2 separate regions of the Sus scrofa genome follow, and region 1 is linked to region 2. A link is a contact called in public HiChIP or PLAC-seq data. All regions are on one chromosome and are shown on one strand. The core of a region is the stretch at or near the end of the contact, and the rest is flanking DNA. Distances in the headings are between cores, read along the strand shown.

What was found. HiChIP or PLAC-seq counts read pairs in DNA pulled down with a chosen protein or histone mark.
Region 1: an H3K27ac HiChIP or PLAC-seq map of alveolar macrophages shows a contact between it and region 2. The contact joins the promoter of KANSL1L here to the promoter of RPE in region 2. A contact is called at or near these places in 2 of 5 promoter capture datasets (fetal liver and liver) and 2 of 2 datasets of contacts at active chromatin or transcription factors (alveolar macrophages and skeletal muscle).

The regions. Positions count from the first base shown.
Region 1 is chr15:112,899,086-112,903,676 of Sscrofa11.1, forward strand. It overlaps KANSL1L (KAT8 regulatory NSL complex subunit 1-like protein), which reads right to left and starts at 3,141. Exons shown (of 16, transcript XM_005672154.3): 1 at 725-3,141.
Region 2 is chr15:112,721,604-112,726,621 of Sscrofa11.1, forward strand. It overlaps RPE (ribulose-phosphate 3-epimerase), which reads left to right and starts at 1,720. Exons shown (of 7, transcript XM_013984453.2): 1 at 1,720-1,922. The coding sequence starts at 1,812. It overlaps LOC102158523 (a long non-coding RNA gene), which reads right to left and starts at 1,577. Exons shown (of 4, transcript XR_002339061.1): 1 at 749-1,577.

The DNA.
Region 1 (4,591 bases), core at 1,891-4,390, 180 kb after region 2:
ATCCTTAACCCACTGAGCCACCAGAGAACTCACTACACTCTACATTTATGAGAAGTAGAAAAATAATTATAAAACAAACTTTACTGGGAATTTTTTTCTCCAAGATTCAATCTGTCACTTGATCAACTCGATGACCTATAACCTTTAATTTATAAACATCTGCAATAGTATTTAGAAAGGGCTTCCCGTGTGGCTCACAACATAACTACTCGGTGTTGCTTCTACAGTGGCTGTGGCTCAACCTCTAGCTCAGGAACTCCCATATGCCACAGGTGCGGCCACTTGTTTAAAAAAAAAAAAAAAGAAAGAAAGAAAGAAATAGTATTTAGATAAATAGGTTCCTCTCTAAGGGAAAATGCCATAGTCACAGTTCTCTATGATAATCATATTCAAAACATACTATGCTCTATCCATTCCCTTCTCACTTCACTTTCAAAAATTTGCACAGGGAGCTAAGGGTATAATCAACTGGCTATCAGCAGGGGCAAAAGGTGAAATATCACGAAGCAGAGAAGTTCATCTTAGGCCCTGGATAAACTAAATTTAAGGGAAAACTAAAAATAAGAGGTAGAAAAAAAGATACCCAGATTAATAGTGAAGAACTTACATTGGTAGAGGAAAAGAGAAAGAAATATAGACATTGAGAGTAGCTAAGGATCATTAATGATAGAAAACTAGAATAAAACATACACACAAAAACTCTAATAAGATCTCTAGGGCTTACTTGGTATGATAGGCATCTTCTAAAATGATCCTAATAATCCCCATCTCCCGGCATTCTTGACTTTGTGTAATCCTCTCCTCTTGAATGTGGACTAGATTTAGCGACTTGAATGCAGCAGAGATAATGGGATGCCACTTTCAACTTTAGGTTACAAAGAGACTGTGGCTTCCAGCTTGTCACCTCTCTCGCTCAGGAACAACAACTGCCATGATGTGAGCTGGAAAGACCCACATGACAAAAAACTACTGTCTTTAGCCAATGGACAGCAATAACCTAAAGCCTGCCAACAACCATGTGTGTGATCCTAGAAGCAAATCTTTCCTCAGTCAAGCCTTTCAGAAGCCTGCAGCTACAACCAACACCTTGTCCGCACCCTTCTGAGAAACCTTGAGCCAGAAGCAATCAGCTAAACCATGCCTAGATTCCTGACTCAAAGAAACTGAAACAAATGCTTTAAGCCATTAATTTCTTGGAGTAATGTGTCACATAGCAATAGATAACTAATATATTTGAGTATAAAGATTTTGAGGTTCTGGACTCTGAAAGGCCCAGCCATACCAAAATTCCTATTCTAGGATTTCCATGAGATTTTTCTATATCCTACTACCAAGTACATCCTTATTTAAAAAAAAAAAATCCTAACCTGGGAGTTCCCTTGGGTGCAGCAAGTTAAGGATCTGGCATTGTCACTGCAGGAGCTTGGGTCATTGGCCTGGGAATTTCCACATGCCGTGGGCGCAGCTAAAAAAAGAAAAGAATTGGTATACTGGATTTCCACATGCTGTGGGCACAGCCAAAAAAAGAAAAGGAAAGAAAAGAGAACAATTGGTATACTGGACTTGATTAAAATTAACATTAAAAAACCTAATCTGAAATTCTCTTGACTTTGCAACCCAAAGAAACTCATGAAAATAGCTGTCTCCTATAATGTAAAAAAAAAAAGGCTAAATTATATACGTACAGTTTTAGCATAAAACATAAGTGCATTTATTCCCATTTTCTACATTACTTAAATATGTAGTCATTGGGTATAACAATGTTTACTGATTATTCTAAATTCTACTACTCTGACTACCTCCATATACATAAACAACTACACTTATAGCCAACATTTCTAAGATCTACAAATGTTTGGATATTTTATTATTTTTTTAATAAAGTCAACATGCAAAAGTATCTGATATATACCAAATACTCAGTAAATATTTGGTGAAAAATCAGTGGTCGCCATTACATTCAGAATAAAATCCAAAGTTGTCCTTACAATAACCTACAGAGTTCTACACTATCACGTCCCTGACTACTTCGCCTCCTACACGTTCTCCATGGATTACTACAGTCCAGAAACACTAGCCTCTGTGCTATTCTGAAACACACCAAACAAGTCCTTGTTTCAGGGAATTTGTGTTTGCAATTCTCTCAGCCTGGAACAATTTTCCACAAGTAAGATGGCTGGCTCTCTCACGTCATTCATGTTTCTGCTCTAGAGTCATCTTCTCAGAGAATCCTGCATTGACTAATTATTTAAAACAGCTTTAGCCTCTCAATTCATGGTTCTCTATTCCCCTACACTGCTTTATTCTTCCTCAGAACACTAATCACTACCTGACATTTCATTACATTATAGAAAGGGGTACAGTTAAAGGGCAGAACTCAGTTTTGTTCAGTGTTCCAATCCCCAGCACTTAAGACAATATCTGGCACATAATTGTCAAATAATTGTTGACTGAATTAAAACAAACAAGTGAGTCACGATTTTTAAAGGTATTCCAGGATTTAAGTAGTAATAAGTAGTAACAAAACCTATTTCAGTTATTTCTATTAAAATAAATGTTACAAACATAGCAATATATTAAAAGAGTATGTCACAACCAATAGTGGCTTATTCCATGAATGCAAGGATGAGGGTTCAATCCCTGGCCTTGCTCAGTGGGTTGGGGATCCGGCATTCCCGTGAGCTGTGGAGTAGGTCGCAGACATGGCTCAAATCCTGAGTTGCTGTGGTGTAGGCCAGCAGCTGTAGCTCCGATTCGACCCCTGGCCTGGGAACTTCCATATGCCTCGGTTATGGCCCTACAAAGGAAAAAAAAAAAAAAAAAAATCCATCATTGAAATTCACCATTCAAAAGACTAAAGGAAAAAAAATTGAATAAAAAGCATCTGACAGGAGTTCCACTGTAGCTCAGGGGTTACAAACCCAACTAGTATCCATGAGGATGAGGGTTCAATTCCAGACCTCACTCAGTGGGTTAAGGATCTGGCATTACTGTGAGCTGTGGTGTAGGTTGCAGATGTGGCTTGGGTCCCACGTTGCTATGGTTGCGGTGTAGGCCAGAAGCTACAGCTCCAATTCAACCCTTAGCCTGCGAACTTCCATATGCCCCGGGTACAGCCCTTAAAAAAAAAAAAAAAAAAAAAAAAAAAAAAAAAAAAAAGACACACACACACAGAGCATCTGACAAAATGCAATATCTGTTCATAATTGGGCGGGGGAAGCATCAAATTAGGAAAAGGAGGGAAATTTCTTAACCTGATAAAGAGTATCTACACAAATTCCCAGAGCACTTCATAGTTAATGATGAAAGACTGAATGCTTTTACTTAAGATTTGGACTGAGGCAAGGTGTCTATTCTCACCACTCCTATTTACTATCACACTGCAGGTCCTAGCCAGTGAGATAGTAGGGGGAAAACAAAAAGCAAATCTGGAAAGTAAAAAGAAAACTGTGTCTATTCAAAGATGTATGATTTCATACACAGACTATCCCAAGGGATCTATTAAAAACCTCCTAGATCTAATGAGTTTACTAAGGTAGCAGATATAAGGTCAAGATACAAAAATCACTTACATTTCTAGATACTGGAAAAGAAAAAACTAGGAAAAGATATTTTTAATACAGTATTAATTCCAATAGCTTAACATAATGATTGTATTAGTGTAGGATCTACACAGTTGGGGGGGGGGGACAATGGGGAAAAAAATCAAGGAAGATCTAAATAAATGGAGTGACACATTATCTTCATTGGTTATTCAATACTGTTACAACATTAATTCTCCTTAAACTGATCTACAGATTCAACACAATCCCAATCAAAATCTTCACAGGATTTTTGCTAATATCAACAAGCTGATTCAAAAATTTGTATGAAAAAAGAAAGAAATTAAAATAGCTAAAAGAAGAAAAAGAAAAAGCTGAAGGATTCATATTACCTATATTTACAGTAGTCAAAATAAGTGTGGATTAGCAAAATGATGCACTCATAGATTGATGGGAAAAAAAGAGCTCTGGAATTCCTAATGTGGTACACTGGGTTAAAGACCTGAGGTTGTCTCTGAGTGGCTCAGATTGCGGATATGATCCATTTCCATACCTGATCCCTGGCCTAGGAACTTCCATGTGGGAGTGGGGGTGGGGTCACTGGTTAAAAAAAAAAAGGCAAGAGCTCTGAAATAGACCTATGCCTACATGGTTACTTGATTTCTGACAAAGATATAAGGGCAACTCAATGCAGAAAGCCTTAGGTTTTTTGTTTTTGTTTTTTGTTTTTCAAACAAATGGTTCTGGAACAATAAGGCATTCATACACAAAAACCTGAGCCTTAGCCCATAACTCAGACCTTATACAAAAACACATCCAAGATTGGGGGTAAGAGCTTTCCAAGGAAAAATAACAACTAATACAAAGCTTTAATGCAGGAAATAAATTTGGTGTGTTTGTGGGACAAAAACTACAAACAAAACGAACCAGAGAGAGTAACAGGAAATAAGATCAGAAAGGCAAACAGGGTCCAAACCATGGACATCTTATATAAGTCAAAATAATGCCACTAAACATCTGAATGAGGATGGGGTGTAATATGACCTGAC
Region 2 (5,018 bases), core at 470-2,969:
CGTCAGATCTGAGCCGTGTCTGCAACCTACACCACAGCTCATGGTTTCATTTCCACTGTGCCACGACAGGAACTCCGTTTTCGTTTTTTTGAGCCCCCAAATTTCGTAGCCAAGATTGGCCTCTGTACACTGGCACTGTTAAGTCACAGAGATGGTTTTGGGTGAAGCAGAAAGAACAGCTTTACTGCTTTGCCAGGCAAAGGAGGGCACAGCAGGGTAACACCTCAAAACAGTGTTTCCCCTTGAGAGAGAATACCAAGAGGACTTCTAGGTTTAGCTCAAAAAAAGGACTGTAGGTAAAGATTACTGTCCTGGGATTCTTCTCCCTCCATGGATCATTTCTGTTAGACTTCAAGCCCCCTTCAAGGAGATAGAGTTCAAAGCCTCTGGCCAAGGCAAGAATTGCCAGACCTTTATCATTGCCCCACTTGTCTCTGTGTTTATGCCCTTTCCCCACCTTGAGCAACCTGGTCTACTCCTAGGAAGGAAAGTTAAGTGGCTCACTCCCCACCCCCACCAACCTTTGTTGGGCCTTAAACGCCCCAACCAACCAGCAAGTATATCATAAGACCCTTTGTTCTCAAACAATTAGTAGGTCAACAGTTGTGTCTTGAGACCTCCCCTCTCCCTGGGCTATAAAAACAGACTTGACCATGCACTCATGGTTGGCACTCCCTGATTATCAGGAAGTCATGCCGCTGTGCTTGCAGCCTCTCTTATCTCTCAGTAAACTGTCTCTCCACCTCACCATGCTCAATAAACTCTTCTTTCTTTTCACTCTGATATGAGTTCAGAAATTCTTCTTCTGACCCATGTGCACAGACCGAGACTATTTCAAAGTCATCAAGGCCACAGTCAGGTGGTCAGTGATGGGTTCTGGTGGTCTTTGGGGTTATTGCACCTGGACTTTCTCTTGGCAGTGAAAGTTGCCCACAAAAGAAGGAGGTTTTAAGGAGTGTTTCAAAGGAAACGAAAACACTAGGCATGCACTTTAACTCTAATGAAAGTAATCATTAGTAAAAAACAAGCAAGGAAAAATTATTTGTGAAAAGCCAGAGTAAGTTAGTGTGCCCAAGGCAGGGCATAACGTAATAGACTGCTATTAACTAGTTTTTAGCTATAACAGGGTTTCCTAATCATTAGGTCTTGAGTCAGCCTTTTGAGACTGAGGGGAGGCCTGGAAGGCTAAAGGAAAAGCCTTTTACTTCAAAACACAAGGACACAGGGGCTTTTACAGTTTTCAAGCCCTGACTGGACAGAGGAAAATACTGAGGGCATGGAGAAGCGATTAGCCAGGTCACCAGGTAGTATCGGGTAGAAGCAGGTTTCCGACCTAAATCTGACTTCCAGAGCTCTTAAGAATTCAAAGAGAAAAAATAGGAAGAAGGGTGGTTTTTTGTTGATTAACGGATAAACACACAAGTGAGACAGAAGGAGATGGAAGGAGCTCCTATGCAAACCGCAGCAAAACAAAAAAGTGATAAGAAGGTAAGAGCCTAGAAAGAACTGCAGGGGAAGTAAAACTAAAAAAGATCAAGAAACTCCTCACAAGGCTGGGAGACCTGAAAGGCCCGCCGTAAGGTCTGGGTAAGGAAGAAAGTGCCTAAATGTGGGGCCCCACCCCTAAGCTCTCAGGTTGGCCGCCCTTTCCCCAGGGAGGCGGGACTTCCTCCCCTCAGGGCAGCTGCTTCCGGTGGAGTCCGGAAGACTCTGCAGGGAAGAGGCGGGGCTAAAACTGTGCAGCCAGTCGGCGCGACGACTTCATCTGGACAGGTCGCTCGTGGGGTAACTTGCTCTAGGGAACTAGTACCATGGCGTCCGGCTGCAGGATTGGCCCGTCTATCCTCAACAGCGACCTGGCCAATTTAGGGGCCGAGTGCCTCCGGATGCTGGACTCTGGGGCTGATTATCTGCACCTGGATGTAATGGACGGGTAACTCCGTGGGGCTCGGGTCAGGGCTGCCGCGCGGGGCGGGCTCAGCGCACATTCATTGAGTGCCTGTTGAGTGCACAGCGACCTGTACCGCCAAGCGCCTCACTCTGAACGCGGTACTAAGAAGGTGCCTGGGTGGGAGCCCTGGCGGCCCTGCTTGGAGGGGATCCGAGGTTTGAACGCTTCCCAAACCTCAGCCTCTTCCCCTCCCCCCAGATAACGTATGGTCTTCTGGCATTTAGCGCCCGGAAGCGACCTTAAGGCTGGCCTGTCTCTCATTTTCAGTTAGAGAAACTGAGGCCTAAGGGGATAGGCATGACTGGCCCAAGCTCATATAGCTAGTTAGTGGCAAAGCTGGGGAGATAGATGTGTGTAAAGATAACAAGCTTGGCATCTAGAGTGAGAATGCCCAAGTTCTGACACTTGCTGGGTTTCTTGGGACGAGCCATTTAACCTCATTGAGCTTCAGTTCCATTGTGTGAAAAATGGGAGTGATAACACACCCTACCACTTAGGCATCTTTGAAAGACGAAATGAGCTAGTTAGTACACACAAAGTTTACAGTGCCTGAAGTATAGTAAATAAATTCTCTGTTAGTGTTTGTATCTTTGTTCGAGTCTTGATTTTTCCTGTTTTCTCTTTAGGCATTCTGCTCTTCAGGGAGGTCAGTTTATTGCAAGTAATTTTTAAGCACTGTAGTTATAGCCCATAATCAATATTGTTTGAAAGCAAGATGATGCTAGTTTCTTAAGTTGGTTATAGAATGAGGAAACAAACAGAGAAAACAGGTGAGACTCCCTCAAGATTACACACACTTTGATAGACTTACAACTTGGATCTTCTTGGGTTTACCAAGTGGTTCTCTGAGCGCCACTGACAACTGGTCATAAAAATCGTAACAGCCATTGTTTTGGTTTGGGGTAGAAAAATAAGTTTATTGTAAATAAGTAAAATCTCTGTGCTGGCCTCATGCAAATCTGCAAGTTCATAGTTTTTTTTTTTTTACAAAAGATGGTTAGTCACTTCCCTTTCTTTTTAATATCATCCCTCTTAGGACAGCTTTGCCTTCCTTTGTTCTATCTGGTTAAATTTGTTGTTTTTCTTTTGCATTCCACTCTGTTACCTCAATAATGTGCCCAACTAATAATGGCAAAATCTTGACCCTAAAGTTCTAACGATTCTAGGCTAAGTATGGAAGATTAGTAAATATTACCTTTTATAAAAACCTCTATTTTTAGTTTGCTATTGTATGTAATTCATTTATATGCTTTTTGTTTTGTTTTTGACACCTTTGCTTGAAAGCTCTGACCTTTCACAGGTAATATTACTGGAGTGTGTGTGTACCTCAGAGATGGGTAGCTACATTTTTGTGCCTGAGACAAAATTTTGTGTCTAAGACACTTGGAGGTCTCAGGATAGGCTACGGAGTAAATATGTATAGTACAGAGAGCAACCTGGTTTTAAATTCTCTACCTTGTTTGAGTGAGTGAATGAATGGAGAAAATCCTTTTTTTCATTTTAATTAGGAATATCAGTGATAACATTAAGTGATGATTATGAACACTTGACCATTTCTGTTCTGATACTGCAACCTTACGAACTTGGTACTGTTATCGGCATTAGCTTTGACAGTGAACAGTTTGAAAGCTTAAGTCATCTCGTAGCTAGGAAATGATTGAGCCGGGATTGAAAGCATGCAAACATCTTGTTTTGTCTCAGAAATTAAATGTCTTCTGTGGGTGTTATTGGGCTTAGAGAAAATGATTAAGACATTGTCTTCAAAGAGCAACTAATTTATATTTCTGTTATTTAATATTTCTCCTGATGCACTGTAAGCTCCCTGAAAGCAAGGTCTGTCTCTTTGGCTCACCTCTGTGTTCTCTGCAGGAAAAGCACCATGGCAGTCTTAGTTATAACTGGGTGGGTGAATGACTTTATCATGATGGAGGGATTTCCAAGGAATCTTTTTTGCCCTCCCAGCCCAATGGCAGACCCTAAGCTTATTGAGACAAAAGTACTTTTATCTGTTGTTGTTGTTTTTTTGTTTGTTTGTTTGCTTTTTAGGGCTGCACCTGTGGCATCTGGAAGTTCCCAGGTAGGGGCTGAATTGGAGCTGCAGCTGCCAGCCTATGCCACAGCAAAGCGGGACCCAAGCCACGTGTGTGACCTGCACCGCAGCTGTGGCACCGCCAGATCCTTAACCCACTGAGTGAGGCCAGGGATCAAACCCACATCTTCATGGATACTACTTGGGTTTGTTACCGCTGAGCCATGACGGGAACTTCTGTTTTCTGTTTTTGTTTTTATGGGTGCACCCACAGCATGTGAAAGTTCCTGGGCCAGGGATTGAATCTGAACTACAGCTGTGACCTATACCACAGCTGTGGCAGCTGGATCCTTAACCCACTGTGCTGGACTGGGATCAAACTCGCGCCTTTGCAGCGACCCAAGCCACTGCAGTTGGATCTTAACCCACTGTGCCACAGCAGGGACTGCTTGTTTTGTTTTTTTAATTTTATTGGAGTATTGTTGATTTACAGCATTGTATTAGTTTCAGTTGTACAACAAAGTGAATCAGTTATACATGTATTTATATATCCATTCTTTTTTCCCATATTGGTTATTACAAACTATTGAGTAAATTTCCTTGTGCTATACAGTAGGTTCTTGTTTTAAAAGTTTTTGCAGTTCTCTTGTGGCGCATTGGATTAAGGATCAGGCGTTGTCACTGCAGCGGTTCGGGTTTGATCCCTGGCCTAGGAACTTGCACATGTCGCAAGCAAGGCCCCCCAAAAAAGTATTTGTTTTTTATTGACTCCTTTCCCCCTTTACCAAGAAACATCTTGATTGGAAGGGGGAAAAAAAAAACACCTTAATTCTGGTTACAATATTTTAAAGCTCTTTCCCTCTTAAGCTTCACAACTTTATGAACTAAGAGCCATTTTAATTTCCCTTTTGCAAAGGAAGAAGCTAATATGGGGAGATTCAGCTCCTTCCTGAATGTCCTACCTGAAGAAGCAGAGCCTGGCTGAGCTGCAGTACCTTCTAGGCGGTGTGGGGTGGGGGTGACATGAAGGTGAAAGAG